Regions from separate parts of the Sus scrofa genome. Here region 2 is linked to region 1. Evidence: chromatin contacts called from public promoter capture Hi-C data. All regions are on one chromosome and are shown on one strand. Each heading gives the region's core, a stretch centred on a gene start, on an enhancer-like site or on the middle of the called end of the contact. The rest is flanking DNA. Distances are from core to core; before and after follow the strand shown. Region 1 holds the start of SNX1 (sorting nexin-1). Region 2 holds the start of RAB8B (ras-related protein Rab-8B).

What was found. Promoter capture Hi-C pulls out the DNA fragments that hold promoters and counts their contacts.
Region 2: a contact with region 1 is called in a promoter capture Hi-C map of liver, with 3 times the contacts expected there. The contact joins the promoter of RAB8B here to the promoter of SNX1 in region 1. A contact is called at or near these places in 1 of 5 promoter capture datasets (liver) and 1 of 47 Hi-C or Micro-C datasets (liver).

What each region holds. Positions count from the first base shown.
Region 1 is chr1:107,946,907-107,952,127 of Sscrofa11.1, reverse strand. It overlaps SNX1 (sorting nexin-1), which reads left to right and starts at 2,208. Exons shown (of 15, transcript XM_021093910.1): 1 at 2,208-2,482. The coding sequence starts at 2,324. It overlaps FAM96A (MIP18 family protein FAM96A), which reads right to left and starts at 510. Exons shown (of 4, transcript XM_021093923.1): 1 at 216-510. The coding sequence starts at 339.
Region 2 is chr1:108,837,528-108,842,509 of Sscrofa11.1, reverse strand. It overlaps RAB8B (ras-related protein Rab-8B), which reads left to right and starts at 2,288. Exons shown (of 8, transcript XM_001929029.7): 1 at 2,288-2,510. The coding sequence starts at 2,387.

The sequences.
Region 1 (5,221 bases), core at 959-3,458:
AGAAAATTGAAGCATTTGAGACTCAGGGTTCGACTTGCCCTAGGTTTAGGAAGAACCTTATAAAGACCACATGCCCGAAAAACTTGGGACCCGGGAGAAAAAGCTTTCCATGCTCCCAGAAATCCGGCAAAAACCACTCCCACTCTCAGGTGAGGCCCAAGTTACCCCCGCCTCCATATATACCGCCAAACACTGCCCTCGGTAAAATTATTTACCATAAACCTCTAGCGCTTTCTCTTCCATGATCCGGGGCTGCCGGGCAGCTCCGCGCTCAAAGAGGCCGGAGAGCCACAGGACTCTGTTCAGCGTCCTGGAAAGCAGCCCGGACACCCGCTCCATTCTCACGCTCCGCCATCCCTGGCGACTGTCCCACCCGAGCCACCGTCTTTCAACAGCGAGCTTCACAATTTATCAACTTCCTGATCTTCAAAGGGGCCAAGACAAGCCTAAAAGGTCCTGGGCAGCAGAGACTAGGCGGGACTGGACGGAGTAGCGCGAAGGATCTAGGGAAAAAGGCTGCACGGACTACAAACCCCAGCATACTTTGCTCGGCTTTGGCGGACAGGAGGGGCGGGCGGGGGGGGGGGAAATCCCTAGAGGCACGTGAAGCGCGTTGTGTGCTGGGACGTATGGGCGTTTTCTTCGGAAGACGGAGAGCTGCATTATGGGAACTGTAGTTTCCCACGGTGGGGGGGTCGGGAGGGAGGTAACGTTTTGTTACCCATTACAAAATGCCTCACTCAGCGCTTGGATAAGCTAAGGATGAATACTGAAGAGGTAGGGAAAAGGAAATCTTGATTTCTAGTGCTGGAGGACGTCTACACGGAGACTCCCTACCGTTATTTCTCCGAGAGAGTGTCGCTTCCAGCCAAAGTTTTCTTAACGACTAGTCAGGCCGGAAGTGAGTTTCCGTTGCAGTGAAAGGACGTGTACTTGGATGGTTAGGCGTGGAGGGGGTTCCTTTTTGGTTTTGTCTCATAGGAACTCAGGCCAGCACAACTCCCAATACCCCCTGAATATTTCTGCCAGTTTCCCTCGAAGACAACTTAGAACGAGAGAGCTTTCCCCTGTGTCCGGTGTGTCTCACAGTGACATTAGAGATCGCAATCCTAAAAAGAACGTTCTAAGCCCTTTGGTATTGGTGGCTGTGATGATGCCAGTAACAAGGTTGATGGTATTAATTTTATCCATCCATCCTTCCAATCAAGTCTCAAACGTTTATTAGATACTTAATTTGCCAGACTTAGTCTATAGACGCGGAGGATACAAGATGGGACAGGACTCCCGCCCTTAAGCAGCTCACAGACCTGTGAGGGAGCCAACACCTGATGCTGAGAGATTTGCAGTTACAAACAAACTAAACCTTTTGTCAAAGTTGATGCCAAGTTTAGTATCATCTCTATTGAGAGGAAGGTCAGGATTTCTTGCTGAGTTATCCCATGATAACATATCCTATTTATCTTTAAAGATAAAATCTTATATAGCTGATTTAGACTTTAAGCCCACCAGATAATAGTGAATAGTTTAGGCCGCAGGAAAATTTGGTTCAGAGTTTAATAATTCCCCTGTCATCTGTTCCACTCCACTTACTCCACAGCAGTTGTGAGGATAATCCTAACTTCCTTGCGACCAAACTTAGCCCACTGAAGTCTCACCTCTTTGAGGCGTCCTGACTTCTCCAGGCAGAATTGATGATCTCTTACTATGCTCCCACAGCACATTATAGCACTGATCGTATTGAATTGTTAATTTACATGCCCGTCTCCCTCAAGCGCCTGGTGGGCAGAAGGAGCTTTATTTTTATATGTGAAACGCATAGCAGGGTGCGAGGCACAGAGTAGATGCTCAATATTTATTTCTTGAATGAACTAACTAAATGTCAAGAGAATAAATGGCGAAAATTGACTGCATATGTTGAGACCTCAACCAAAAATACTTATTAAATGTCTTTGAAGCCGCTGCGCTTGGCATGAGTTGGTGGCTGGTAGAGGTTTTCAGACTTTTTTCATCTCCTTAAGAAGTCTATTAGATAAAGCACAAAGAGCCACAGGAACCTGAGCGGCCCCTAGCTCCTCCTCTCTTGCTCCTCTGCTCCCTAGGTTAAGAGTGCGGGGTCGCGATCCAGGGCTTGGATTGGCTGGACAGGAGCTGCGAGCCGGCCCCCACCCCGCCCCGAGCGAGTACGCCCCGCCCCTTTTCCCCGCCCTGTGTGTCCCGCAGGGCTGGTGGCTGCCATCCCGCCTCCGCTCTGCTGGAACGCTTTGCTCGCGGCACTATCTCTCCATAAAGTTGTTGTTGCGGCTTCCGCCGCGGGTGGAGGAAGATGGCGTCGGGTGGTGGTGGCTGTAGCGCTTCGGAAAGACTCCCTCCCCCCTTCCCCAGCCTGGAACCGGAGTTCGAGGGGGCGACAGGGGGGTCGGAACCCGAGGCGGGGGACAGTGACACCGAGGGGGAGGATATTTTCACCGGCGCCGCGGCGGCCGTAAGTTCGCCCCCTTCGGGGCAGGCGGGCGGGCGCCCCAAAAGGAAAGGCTAAGCGAGTGCCGGGAAGGCTGGGCAGAGTGGGCCCGGCGAGACCTTGTGTTGGTGACAGTAGTCATGGCTTGGGTCCGGATGAGCGCAGAGACGTGAGCCCTGGCTTCCTGGACGCTGGGTGGACGGTGAGGAATGAGGGGTGTGGTGGCTTCTCTGCCGAGGTCCCTGACAGCGAAGAGCTGCCAAGGCAGGCATTTGGCCTTGCTTTGTGGTGACCCCACGAACCCCCGGGGCTGTTTTGCTGGTGGTTTCCTTCCGTGCTGATTTAATAGGTCAAGATAAAGAAAAGGGGTGCAGACTTTCCTTTTCCTTGCCTTACTGTTCCAGGGATGAATAATGTTATCTAGAATGGCCCAGGATAGTGGCCCGCCCACAGATCCTTTCCTTAGCTCAGTACTTCACCGGTAATTACTAAAGGCCCTTTCTGGATCTTAGTTTATGAGAGTTAGGCCGACTCCTTTGATGTCTAGGAAAATCTTGCCAGAGGTCGGTTGAAAAAAAAGGCCCTGCCGGTTTAATCACTACATAGACAGAAAGCTTTGTCCCTTTTAAAGGAATATGTTAAAATGCCTAAAGCCTTAGTGGGAGCGAATCTGTAAATTCAAGATGAAAATGGGGTTTCTCATAGTAATATCCGGGTTTCTAGAAAAAGTTAAGATATTGGGAAAAACTAATCTTTCTATGTGGAATATGGATATAAGTAGTCAGTTCTGGAACCAGTAGAGATGTTTTGGGCTGTTTTATAAGAACATTGATTCATAAGAACACTTGATCCAGTTAGTTGCAGGTTGAAAATTTCTTCAGTGTTAGGTCTGGATTTATGTATCTTTCCATCTTGGGTAATGCTTATCTTCATAGTAGCTACTTAATATAGGAGTGACTAAAAGAGCTTTATGTTCTTTATGCAAGTATGTGTCTGAAAAAGTTTGTCTCATTTATGTCAGAAAAGGTTAAGTTTCCGAGTTCCCTGGTGGCACAGTGGGTTTAGGATCAGGCATTGTCAATGCAGCAACTCGGGTCCCTACTGTGGCTCATGTTCTATCCCTGGACTTCCGCATGCTGTGTTGTGGCCAAATAAAAAGAAGAAGAAAAAGATTAAGTTTCTTGGCAGTATCTTTTGTGACAATCATTAGAATTTTCCCTGTACTGCATTTAGGAATTAAGTCCCTAGCTGCAGCTTAAAAAGTATTTGGTAGTATAACAGCTCAAACTGTCTAATGAAGTCTCTGTTACTCTGAGAAATAACTCTTGCTAATTTAGTCTTTCTGTATCCCCTATAAAACAAATCTTTAGTCTTTTCCTTCAGTAATAACTCTCATAAGCAGTGGAGAACTGCTAGTGTTGATAGCTGCTGAGATGGAGATAGACTGAACATCTGAAAATAGAGCCTCTGACTCTGAAAGTGATTGGTCACATAGGCAAATTATTGTTTATTTTTCAAAAACAACCCTGGAAGAATGAGGAGTTATTTTCTGGAGTTCTCTTAATAAGTTTAAGAGATTGTGATTTGATGGATGTCACCATATTACTTCCCAGGGACATGAATACTTTCTCTCCCTCTCCCTACCTCCTTCCCTCTCCCTGTCTCAGTCTCTCTCCTGTGAAAATACTTAGCCTAATTTCCAGGTAGGAGGAGAAGAGGGTAAGAACTTGTTCTACCACAGAAAGCTAACTTTTTTTTTTTCTTTCTTTCTGTTTAGGGCTGCACCCACAGTGTATGGAGGTTCCCAGAGTAGGGGTCGAATCGGAGCTACAGCTGCCGGCCTACACCACAGCCACAGCAACCCGGGATCCGAGCCATGTCTGCGACCTACACCACAGCTCAAGGCAACGCCAGATCCTTAACCTACTGAGCAAGGCCAGGGATCCAATCCGCAACCTCATGGTTCCTAGTCAGATTCGTTTCCATTGCTCCACAGAGGGAACTCCGAAGGCCAAATTATTTTTATTGAGATTTTTATTTATTTATTTATTTATTTTTTTAGCATCCTGTCCTGATACAAATCTCCAGGAAGCCAAGGCTCAAGATGCCTCACTAGTTGGGCTGTAAATGCCTTGTTAAGTAGCCATTAGTACAAATGATACTCTAATAATTGCTTTAGTTGTGAGCCAGTGTGAGAGGATAAGTGATTGTAGTTGCTTCTGTATATTAAGGAACAACACTGAAGAACAAAGTAATTAAGAAAGTGAGCTTTGTTTTGAAGGCTGATTTAAATCCAGGCCGTTACTTGCTGGCTTAACCTTGGGCAAAGTACTTAATTACACATTAGAGTTTCCTCACTTGTTAAATGTGAGTAATAATAATAATAACCTCCATCATCATTGTGGGATAAAATTAGCATACCTGTAAAACACTTATAACAGTTGAGCATTTTGTAAACTAGAACTACTCTTAGAATCAAAAACCCCACAAAATCTAATAATGGATTAGAAAAGTTAAATTAACCCTAAAAATGGTTACTAAAGTTTATCAAAATCAATCTAGTAATCAGATTGATTTGATTAGTTCAAAACCATCAGAGTAGACACTTAATGAACTCAGTAGCATCTTTCTGATTTAAGTTTATCTTTATACTGTTTTGTTGCATGTTGGAGGCAAAGAGGGGGCATTAAAGAATTGAGAAGCTGAGACATGTAAAATTTAAAACCTATTTATGGTATACATGTAATTTCCTGGACATTGATG
Region 2 (4,982 bases), core at 1,039-3,538, 890 kb before region 1:
CAGTGGGGGAGGAGAAGCTTCCCCAAAGCAGGAAGAAAGAGTGCTGACCAGACAAAAACCGCAGCAGGGGAAACTCCTTGGACAGCTAGATTTCTGTAAGTCAAGCTGCCATGTACATGCTGACCTTATCAAAGGCTTCAATAAACATTTACAGCATCAAGTAGAAAGTGCTGGTCTGCCTAGTGTTCTGCATGATGCAGCATTGCAAGGGTGAGTTTGAGCAACTGGCAAGAAATATTGATGTGGTTTTCTCAAAACACAGTAACATGCCACTTGGAGAAAGGAAAGAAAGTGGCAACCAGCTGAAGGTACTTGTGGTACCCTCAGCTATACGAATATGCATATTGTCCAGTCTCTGGAGCAAAGTGCCTTGATTCAGTAGTAGTTACTACCACCAAAATCTGATCTTTAAGTAACATGCTGTTATACTAAATACGAAGATTCATAATTCAGAAAAGCAAAATATTATATTCTTCTCGAAGTAGTGTCAATATATCAAAATGCTTGAATGGTTCAACAGTGGTGCATAGACTTATTAGCTAGAAAGTCCCAATGATATATATATTTGCTAATAGAAAAAACTGGGGAAGTGAAAACAAGACTAAAAAAAACTTTTTAAAATTTCCATCAATTAACAAAATTCCCCTAAGGAAACTTAGGGACTTTAAAATTCCTAACCCTAGCTTCTCTTATGAATTTCAGTTCTTTGCCACATCAGTGTGTTCTTTTAAAAAATTTTTTTGGCCATGCCCACGGCATATGAAAGTTCCCAGGCCAGGGATTAAATCCACGCCATTGCAGCTACCCAAGCTGCTGCAGTGACAACACCACATCCTTAACCCGCTTTAGCACAAAAGAATTCCCAAGTCAGTGGGTTCTTATTCATACAGAGAGAGAATGCCAATGATTGTGTGTAGCTAGAGCAACTACAAGTTATTTTAATCACTACATATTTTATAAAAGAAAGAAGATTCCCGTGGTCTTTGAAGGGTTTTTTTTTTCCTCCCCTCTTTTCCAGAACGAAGAGGAAGGTATAGTACTGAGCTGTCCACATTTCTTCGGCCTTGGCTGAGGCCAGATTCACAGACGTGTTCAAGAACTGGCAGGGGCAGGGAGGCTCAGCCTGTGCCAAAAGGCAGAATCCCTCCTCATTAGGGGTTGGGTTTCTGCCACTAGTGAGTGAGAGAGGCCTGGACCCATACATTCACAAAACAAAGAATAATAGTCTAAGACAGTAAATAAAGGATTAAGTTGGGTATAACAGAAGGCTGCTGTCCTCCATTTGTCATCCATTAAGAGAGAACCACAGAAGGCTGAAGAAGGTAACCATCATCACCGACATTTCTACAATGCCTTGAGGATTTCAAAGTGCTTTCACATTCAGTACCTCACTTATTTTTTTCCTACAACCCTATGAAACAGCTTGTTTTTTCAGATGAGAAAACTGAGGTGCAGAGAGCCTGTGTGTTGGTAAGCTGCTGAAACAAGACAAAATCCAAATCTTATCCTCTAGATTCTCATGTTCGTAGTTCCTCTATTGCACGATGCTTGCAATTTTATAGGGCAAGACCTGTAACAGAAGCCTTAAAAATTTCATTTCCCCGATTTTTTTTTTTTTTTTTTTTTGGTCCATCCTGCTGCGGGTGGTGGGGGAGTGGGGTAAGCGGTATGCACAGCAGATCCTCTAAATTACCCACTGTACTTGGTTCTGCTCTGGAGGCGTAAGGAGAACAGGAGTGGGGTTCAAGTTAGAACGGCAACCATTCTTTTCAAGCTCTATAACTGAGGGTCTGCAGGAGAGGGCTTAGACGTGGTGCTGGGCAGGAACTGCAGGAAAAGCCAGATAAGGCGCTCTGCAGATAATCCACAGGCTGCGCCACGGCAGCGTGAAGGAGAGAAAGCATCTCAGTTCTGGGTCCCAGTAGAAGAGATGAGGGAACCGAAGGACTCCGATTCCGAGGTCCTGGAATTGAAAGGCGCTGGCACACAAAGAATAGACGAAGTTAAGTTCCGGTGGCGCGACCTGCGGAGTTGGAAACCTGGCCTCACATCTTAGCTCAAGTGGAAACGCCTAATCCCCAATCATCCCGCCCAGAACGGATCTTCTTTTTATCCTCTGGGGGCCCGGGGACAGCCTGCCGGGGGAACGCCCGTAGCTCCTCAAAGAACTACAGATCCCATACAGCATGGGGGCACCGGCGGTGATGACGAAAACCCCGAGGATTGGTCACGAGGGGCGGGGCGCGCAGGCCGTCTCCGAGGAAGGGGGCGGGGAGAGGGGCGGGGCGATCGGTGGCTCAGCGGGCACGCCCCCTGGCCCGCGGCACCCTCCCCGCCTCTCTCTGCCGCTCCTTTCGCTCCCCGGTCAGAGGGCCGGAGAGAGAAGATGGCGAAGACGTATGATTATCTGTTCAAGCTGCTGCTGATCGGCGACTCGGGCGTGGGCAAGACCTGCCTCCTATTCCGCTTTTCCGAGGACGCCTTCAACACCACCTTCATCTCCACCATCGGTGAGGGAGGGGACGCGGCCGGGGACGGGGAGTGAGAAATGGGGGGCGGGTGCGAGGGGCCGAGAGCGTGCGGGGGGGTGGCTCGGGAGCCCCAGGGAGGGGACCCTGGGAACGGCAGGGCGGCGAGGTCCGTGGGAAAGGGGCAGGCGGGGACATGAGCTGGTGTGTGGGGGGAGAGGTTGAAGGGAGGAACTTGGGGGTAAAGGAAGGGGAAGGGGAACCAGAGGAACAGGACTAGGGGTATTTGGGGAAATGAGAGAGTTGGGAGTGTGACAGGGAGGCGTCTTAGAGGGACAAAGTGTGTGGGGGGGGCACACAGGAAACCTCCTGGAGAGAGATAAAGGGTAGTGGGTGTGAAACGGATTGAAAGACAGGAAGGAGGAAGGAAATGTGAAGGGGGAAATGAAGGGTTAGGGGAATGGGAATGGGAGGTCCATGAAGTAAAGGGACAGAGGACACAAGGGACAAGAGAGGTGAGAACCTGGGAATCCGAGCAGGATTCAGGGGAATGAGTGATCAGGAGGTGAGCGATGAGGGGCACTGGTTACAAGAAATCTGGTCAGAGATATCATGGGAAGGGGCAGAAGAAAACTGCAGGTAGGAGAAGAGTTTAGGACACCAGAGGACAGAATAGAATGAGGATACTTGTTGGAGAAAGTAAAGGAGAGCTGAGTGTGAAACAGAAAGGAAAAAGGGAAGCAGAATATACAGTAGAGAGGCTGAGTGGAGCAGAGATGGGAAAGGGTGAGGAAATGGAGAGTAGGACTTTCTCCAGTAACTGGGAGCACTGGTTACCATTTTCTCTCTTTGGATAAAGTGCAGGAGAAAGAGCAGAAAATGACGAGTAATGGGATACTGTCTATGGAGTTTTAAATTATTCTGTGAGTGTTAAATCAGCATTAAGAGAATTGGTGACTTTGGGAATGGTGTGGTCAGGAACATTTGGTTCATTCCTTCACTATCTCCTGAGAAGCTGTACTTGACAATTTTCAAAATTCTTAGCCTTGAAGGTTTAGTAACTTCTCAGCTGAGGAATTGATCTTAGGTTCTATCTGCATCCCTGTACATTTTCCTTTGGTTTTAGTTATTACTTGCTAAATGGATCACAACATGCCATATACCCCCCAGTTACTTTCAGTTGATTCTGATTTTTCCAGTCTTGGCCAGGAGCTGTCCTTCCTACTTTTTCGAAGATGTATTCAGGTAACAGGATCTCTTAACTTAGTGTAAACTGAAGAAGAGCAAATCAGAGCTGGTTTTCTGCCTATTCAAGTGACCTGCTCCTTAAGAATGGTAGCTCTTGGTTGTCTGGTTGATGTTTGTGGCTTCTTTTTTTATTTTTTTTATTTTTATTTTTTTTGCTATTTCTTGGGCCGCTCCCTCGGCATATGGAGATTCCCAGGCTAGGGGTTGAATCGGAGCTGTAGCCACCGGCCTACGCCAGAGCCACAGCCAGAGCCACAGCAACGCGGGATCCGAGCCGCGTCTGCAACCTACACCACAGCTCACGGCAACGCCGGATCCTTAACCCACTGAGCAAGGGCAGGGACTGAACCCACAACCTCATGGTTCCTAATCAGATTCGTTAACCACTGCAGGAACTCCTGTTTGTGGCTTCTAATGGTAGCTCAGTTAAGCATCTTTCAAATGATTCTTACAGCATATTTTGCCATGAATTGCTGAAATTATTAGGGGGCTACTGCTATGGTAATGAGTGTATTTGCATATCTGTATGTTTTAAGGATAATTTATCATTTGTAAATAAGAATATTGGAGTTCCCGTCACGGCTCAGGAGAAACGAACCCAACTAATATCCATGAGGATGTGGGTTCGATCCCTGGCTGCTCAGTGGGTTAAGGATCCCTCGACTCAGATCCCATATTGCTGTGGCTGTGGTGTAGGCTGACAGCTGTAGTTCCAATTCTACCTCTGGTTTGGGAACTTATATATATAGCACCTGTGGCCCTAAAAAAAATAAAAGAATATTGGGCTTTGGAGCACTCTTCAGCCAAGCAATAGGAGAGGCTGTGATTTGTTTGTTGTGGTATCTTTCATATGGATTTAGTGGTCTGAAACCTCCCTGGTGTTCTAATGTCTGGGCTTAGGGGAGTTTGGGTTGCAACTTCTTGTCAGTCATTCCTGAGTGGGACCTTTTCTTTTCTGAGGAGGCAGGGTTTTTTTTGTTTGTTTTTTGTTTTTTTTTGTCTTTTTGCTATTTCTTGGGCTGCTCCCACGGCATCTGGAGGTTCCCAGGCTAGGGGTTGAATCGGAGCTGTAGCCACCGGCCTACACCAGAGCCACAGCAACGCTGGATCCGAGCCGCGTCTGCAACCTACACCACAGCTTACAGCAACGCCGAACCCGCAACCTCATGGTTCCTAGTCGGATTCGTTAACCACTGCGCCACGACAGGAACTCCCAGGAGGCAGATCTTAAATGTAATGTCTCAAGTATATTCCTCAGAGACTTGA